2 separate regions of the Hordeum vulgare genome follow, and region 2 is linked to region 1. A link is a contact called in public Hi-C data. All regions are on one chromosome and are shown on one strand. The core of a region is the stretch at or near the end of the contact, and the rest is flanking DNA. Distances in the headings are between cores, read along the strand shown. Region 1 holds the start of LOC123401030 (transmembrane 9 superfamily member 12-like). Region 2 holds the start of LOC123401059 (ADP-ribosylation factor GTPase-activating protein AGD12-like).

Region 1 (3,598 bases), core at 463-2,962:
TGTTGTTGGCAAGTTGTCAAATTAGAATTTTAAAAAAAACTTGTTTTACTTTTGTCGGCTCTCGTCGCTCCCCTGCAGCAATGCAGGCATCCACCTCACCGATTTAACACACTTTCTTGTAGGTACGCCGATGTCCACCTTACAACTCGACTGTATTGGAACCACTGGCGAGATCCCTAATCTCATCGACGCTACTGTGTCTCACCGACGAGCCACGGTAGGACCTAGCGTCCCTGCCCTTTCATTTCTATATGTTAACTGGTTTCGTATCCAACTATCCATGGATGATCGTTCAGCCATGTTGTTATATGCATCAACTTTATTTATTGTATTCCGGAATGGAGAGGCTTAGTAGAAGGCTTTTACAAAAGCTGTAGTGGTGAGTTTTCCATTTTTTTGGTGATTTGCTTGATTTATTTCAACTTACGTAATTATATTTTTCAATTTTGTATCTGTGAAGCGGCTGTGTACGACGAGAGATCAAAGTTCTGCTACGATATGCACACCTACAATTTGAAGTTCAGGAGGCTACTTTTAGGATGTGTGCCAACTGCCACAAGATAATCTGACCAATATTCACTTTGTTCTCAGATTCATGTAGCTTGCCCTTCAAAGATAAAAATGGATGGGATTGTAAGATAGTGCCACTTTAACGGGAGATGATATATCTTGGATAAGCGATAAAAGTGATTCACTTGGTATCTAGCAGGCTAATATGATATTATTCCCACCCACTTGATAAAATTATTGATCTTTCTTTCAATCTCGAGGCTAACCAATCAACCCGACAACATTGTCACTCGGCTTATCTCTTTCGCTTTCTATTTTGTACATTTAACACAAACAACATCCAAAATTTAAATGGGCATTATCACGGGCACACGCACGCCGCGCTTTTCCTGTGCTAGTAGTGTTCATATTGTTAAACACATATTTATATCCTCTGATCATGAACACAATTATGATTTGTGAGTAGTTCTATTTGTTTCTAAGAAAATATGAGAAGTCTTGTTATTAGTAATTACGTGAAGTTGGTTTCCGTTCAATGTTTTTATGATATGATATGTTGTTTTTCCTCTCGTGGTGTCGTGTGAACTTCCACTACATGACACTTTATCATGTTTGGACTTAGAGAAGATATTTTTTGAACACAATACAAACACAAGCGCTCATATAAACTTGCATACACTCACCTCTATAAATACACACACACACACCATACCTCTATGAGCACCTCCGAGAGGCTGAGTCGACATATCATCTTGAGATTTACGAAGTCATCATAGTCGCCTCGTCATCGATGGGGACGTCTCCTTTCACTGAATGTGCATCCCTGAAAATCCCGAAATAACTTCAAAAATAATACGAGCACCGGGAGTTGTACCCTGCTCGGCTGGGGATACGAGTGTTCTTCTAACCATTCAACCATAGGTTGATTCACACTCGAAAAGACATTATGAAATTAGTTTATAGATAATGGATCGCGGGAGTTACTGAAACCTAAACCTCAGTCTATGAGTTTAGTTGATCCCCTAAAAGTAATATTCCACTAACGCATTTTTTTGTTGTTGAGAAAAAGGACTAAGACATTTTATTTTTTTAGAATCAAGTCCACTAACAGCCTTGGCAAGCCGAGCCCAACCTAAATGCAGCCTTGCAACGTAAGCCCAAATTAGCCCATCCGGTGACAGTAAAATCGCTTACCTCCTTCTTCCGGAAGGGGAGGTCTGGACTCTGGACTGAGCAGTTGGTTCGCTGCTGCAAATTGTGCCGCTCACGCCGACGAGCATATCCTCCCACCGTCGCCTCCGTCTCCGGTGCCAAGGTTCGGATCGATCGATCCCTCCCTCATTTCCCCTTCCCGTTTCAGTCTGCGCGCCGGCGCCTGCTTCGTCTAGATCTGGGGGCGGCCTTAGCTCGCGGGTTCGTGCCTACGCCGTTCCTGTTTACCCGCTCGCTTGGCGGCGGCGCAGATCTGTTCGCCTGCGGCGCTCCCGTACCACGATTCGGGAGTGGTTTTCGATTCTAGGGTCGAGCCGAGCAAATGTTTGAGCGATACTGGAAGCAACCACAGTGCTACTGTTTAAGATTTGTCGCTGATTTAGTTTCTTAGAACTCGTTTGCTGATTTAGGTGGCGCTTACCTGGTCGTACCAGCAGGTCATCCGCTGACTGCTTCTAATTCGCGGCACGTTGGATTTAGTCTTTGCGTTTGGGATGCCTGGTTGGCGCAATGCAAGATGCGCTGTTACTACTGATGGATGCCGCTTTTTCCCTAGTTCCTGGAAGTTGTCTTGGCGAGCATCCGGTGCATGGGCGCTTGAGCATTTTATTTTATTCTGTGCATGGCCGCATGAGCATTCTATTTTATTCTCTCTGGGAAAACAGATAATAAACATATATGGGGAAATTTTTGCCAACAACAACAGCTTTGTTTTTCTTGTTGTTGTTGTTGGCAGAAATTTCCCCATACATGTTTATTATCTGTTTGCTTATTGTTTCGTGATGTCATGTCCTGTACACTGTTAACATGGATGGTTAAAGAACGACTATGCTTATTGTTTCGTGATGTCATGTCCTGTGCACTGTTAACATGGATGGTTAAAGAACGACTATGAATTGGTTTACATTTAGCACCTTTGGCCAGGCCTTCTTTCATTCTGCAATAAGTGTATGTTATGCTGCTTACGGAGAAATATCGAGTTATCAACTAGCCATATTGTAGTCTTATGAATTTCTGAGCAATGGAAGCCCCTCAGCAAGGGCAGTGATTGGCCTGCAGTCGACACCTTTACAAGGAGTTACAAGGACCTTGCTGCCAGTCTTATTTTAGTCTTCGATCCTCCGTGAGGCTAAGCTTTGTCGCCTGGGCTTGTTTTGTGCTGTTGTCCCAGCACGGCCTTTGCTTTTTTTGTTTTTCCTGTTTGAACCTCTTTGTTTGCTGTTGAACTTCCGTGCTTGCATGAACTTGGTTGTGCGTGGTCGTTTGCTTTATCTGTAAAGCGGGGCAATAGCCATTTTCGGCAGTCTTATGTTTATTTGGTGCTGATGTATTTGCTTGGCGTATCACCTATAGTTAGAGGAACTGACTGTTGATCTTCTTCCGTTTGGTTTCAGGTGTTAGGCAGAGGTTCCTGGGAACTGGCAATCATGGCTAAGGGCTGGATATTCTCTGCTTTGTTAGTGGTGTTTCTTGTGATGTCTCCTGCTTGTGAGGCGTTCTACTTGCCAGGTAGTTACATGCACACGTACCGGCAAGGCGAGGAGATAGGAGCAAAGGTGAACTCGCTCACGTCCATCGAGACAGAACTGCCTTTCAGCTACTACAGCCTCCCATATTGCCGTCCTAAGGATGGGATAAAGAAGAGTGCTGAAAATCTGGGGGAGCTCCTTATGGGTGACCAGATTGATAATTCCCCTTACCGTTTCCGTGTCAATGTCAATGAATCGCTCTATCTGTGCACCACGAGTCCACTTGATGAGGGTGATGTGAATCTCCTCAAGCAGCGAAGCCGGGACCTCTACCAGGTGAACATGATTCTTGACAATCTTCCTGTGAGGAGGTTTACTGAGCAGAATGGAATGACCATTCAGTGGAC
Region 2 (3,486 bases), core at 303-2,802, 200 kb after region 1:
TATACAAAAGGAACAGATTGGGATATGCTACAAGGTAGTATAAAACTGTGCATAGGTTTCTACCTTTTGCATCATAACAACAAAATACCACACACATATGTTCAAGCCGTCTCAGTTTCTGTTTATGAAAATAACTCACTGATTCCCTTTTTGCCCAGAATGGAGCTGAACCAGAAAGATTCCATAGTGTTTTCACCCTGGCAGGAAACATTCTACAGGTGCATGAAAAGACCAGTAGAACGTAATAAGCCAACTCAGGCTCAGATTGTGGTTACTGGACTGTAGTGGACCTGAGCTTATTTTATAATCTGCTGTGGACAGCATCTACGAAACTAGAGATATGTAGGTTACAGAAACAATAAAATAGACAAAAGTTGGTTGGATAAGCTGGATTATCATAATCCATCGAAATGCCAAACGCAGCCTCAATCTTCCACGATAAAAACTTGTTGGATAAGCTGGATTATCATAATCCATCGAAATGCCAAATGCAGCCTCGATCTTCCACCATACAGACTTATGACTTGGTTTGGCTTGGCTCGGCCAGGCTACCCCAATGAACTGACCGGCCAGCACACCGAAAGACATGTGATCTCAGGCTCAAAACATACACGTCAGTTTTAGATTAGGTAAGATGAAATACTGATAACTTGTAGAATGCACAGGACGGAGAGACACCATTTCAACGAGGCGCTGAAGTTGTCGGTGGGAAACTCCAACCATGGTTCAGATCTTCGTGAGATAAGTGGATTTGTGGTGTGCGTGCGGTTTGCAAGCGTAGTGATGTGCACGCGTATAGATCTCCCTTGTGATCACGGAACCGAAAATGGGCAGGGTGGAATTTCGCGCAACGAGATAAATGGGGGATTCCAGATAAGTTTAGAGCTGAGATCTTGGTAATCTATCGGCTCGAACTCCACATCAAACGGGGCACCAAATTCATGGTTGCATTCCAACCCGTAACGAGGCGAAATGGCCAACGGATCAGCAGAGGAAACATAAATCAAACGCAATCAAGCGTCCACGCCACCGAACGGGGGCCCAAATCAAACGAGCCATGCCACCAAATAAGCCTACCAAATCGGATCGAGCAATCGAACGATTGCCATGGCATCAAATGAGCCTACCAAATCGAACCGCGTCGGCCGCGCCACATTCTTCCGCGTCGCGGGTCATCGAGAGGCTAATCGCATCTGGGGATTCCAGAACAAACCAAAGCAAGCGGCACCAATCATCGACCAGAAATGAAGGAAAAAACCAACCGGCGGAGGGCGGCGTGGGCGGGTACCGCCGGCGGCTTCGGGGAGGGCGGTGTCGCCGGCGGCGGTGGAGGGATCGCCCCCCGGCTTCGTCGCGCTGGCTCGCGGGCTGTGGTCGCGCAAACGAAGCACGGCGACGTGGGGGGAACCAGGTGGGTTGGGGGTGATGTGGGGATCCCGTGCTATTATTACTCTCCCAGTGGTATATTTCTGCAAGTTTTGTCATTCGTGGACGGCCAGGGCGGCCATGGGCCATTGCCATTCCCACGGGCGCCTGCTGTTACGCACCTGAGCTTCTTTTTGCCAGGTGCCCTGGTCGAAACGCTCCGGTGCTAATATTTTTCTCACCTTTGAAAAAGACATGGAGTGAAAAATTGGTGGGTATTTAAAAATCAGGTTCTCACATTATCATGTTGTTAGAAGTTATTCAGAAACAAAACATGCACAAAACAATTGGTGTACCAGGAATTTGAACACGTAATTATCAGTTCAATTGCCAAGGAAACGCGGGAGCGGTCACATACTAGGTCTTCCGATAAATCAAAAGGTCCAAAAGAAAATTTTAAATCGGGTTCGATATAATCGAACGATCATGAATAGACCGGCTAATTTTTTCATCCCTTGTGAGGCCTTTCAACAGACTGTCTGATTTTTTCCATCCCTTATGATGGCTTTCAACGAGGATGGGATGGTTTCCTACCGCCCTCATACCGGGTGTTTTTTTTTTCTTTAAGCGATGTTGGTCTTTTAAAAACCTCTTATCATGAATAGCATTATTAGGATAACGTTGGGGATAGTAGATATTGCGTGTCAGAATTTCTTTATTCCAAAACTTTTTGAGACTCACCGCATTACTCGGTATAACCCATTGTAGTCATTAAGGTTCAAGTCTAAGGGCATATGTTCTTAGACTTGGCCCCATTGCTAGCAAAATCGTTGACAAGTGTCAAACGTCGTTCATCATATCCTTGTGGGTATTTTATCTCTCCATGAAATCATCAACGAAGTTAAGAGATCTAACAAAAATGCCATCTTGGTAAAGCCGGATTTTGAGAGAGGCTATGCTTCGCAAAGTTTTCCAGGTGGGTTTTACTCACCGCATTATGCAGATGGTCTAGGGAGGACAGACTATTATATGCATCAACCAGGAAGTGTTCCCTTTGTTTAGGAATAAATGCGGCCTTAGGCTTGGGGATCATATATACCCCCTTTGATGTTTGACATTGTTGTGGGTGCCTTATCTACTTTGTTTGTCAAGGCTCTGCAAGCGGGTCATCATTGCGACATAGTGTCGCATCTTAGGTACATTGACGATACCATGCTCATGTCCAAGCCTGATGCGTCTTCTGATGTGCTTTGAAGTTATGTCGGGAATGAAGATCGACTTCGAGAAATGTCGGGTCATGGACATGGGATGGACTAGGACGGGGCGGTCAAGGTTTTATACAAAGATTGGTCATGTATTTTTCCATGGGCTTGCTCAAGAGGAAGATCTCATACACCCCATGGAGGATGACATCAAGTGGTGATCGTCATCAAGATTGTGGCGTCCAAGTTCAAGTGGAGCACCACGAAGAGATCATGCTTGAAGCTTGTTGTCAATTATGGTGACAATGGATTTGTGAGGATGTGTCGAAGAGTGGCTCACCCATAGTGGAGATACGAGGGAGCAATCAACTAGTCTTCATTGAGCCAATGCAATCAAGAAAGGTTGTCCATCTTGAGGAAGTGTAATGCCCCAAGTGTAGGACTTTCCCTTTTTGTAACCTTCCATGTGGGACCACCTTGACTTTGTCATGAGAGTTTCTATGCATGTATGAATTCATGTGTCACCTTCTATTCTTCTTTTGCATGCATGCATCCATGCCATACCATCCTTGCCATACATTATGATTCTAAGTCCTGTTATGATTGCATGTGATCTTGCTAGGTGTGATGTTGTGGTATTGTAATTTCTGGTGTTGATGCATATGTGATGTTGGAGTGTGGAGTGTAGAAGTGGTGGTTTGGGATTTCAAAGCTCCTTGCTATTTCAAACCCTTTTCCTCCTTTTATCTCATGATCAAAATTCTATCTTCCCAAAAGTTGTTCTAAAATGTCTTGTGATTAGAGTTTATTGTGGTTATGATGATGTGTGTATTTGTTGTTTTGTTCCTTGATTTTACAGGTGCAAATAAACCCAAAACAGTAAATTAATTACTGTTTTGCATTTATTCCAAATGGCTCC

Evidence for each region. Hi-C and Micro-C count contacts between places; a contact is called where the count stands out from the background.
Region 2: a Hi-C map of leaf shows a contact between it and region 1, with 4 times the contacts expected there. The contact joins the promoter of LOC123401059 here to the promoter of LOC123401030 in region 1. A contact is called at or near these places in 2 of 6 Hi-C or Micro-C datasets (leaf and seedling).

Annotation. Positions count from the first base shown.
Region 1 is chr6H:483,098,598-483,102,195 of MorexV3_pseudomolecules_assembly, forward strand. It overlaps LOC123401030 (transmembrane 9 superfamily member 12-like), which reads left to right and starts at 1,713. Exons shown (of 2, transcript XM_045094745.1): 1 at 1,713-1,825; 2 at 3,117-3,598. The coding sequence starts at 3,150.
Region 2 is chr6H:483,303,422-483,306,907 of MorexV3_pseudomolecules_assembly, forward strand. LOC123401059 (ADP-ribosylation factor GTPase-activating protein AGD12-like) reads right to left here and starts at 1,553. Exons shown (of 9, transcript XM_045094772.1): 1 at 1,263-1,553. The coding sequence starts at 1,521.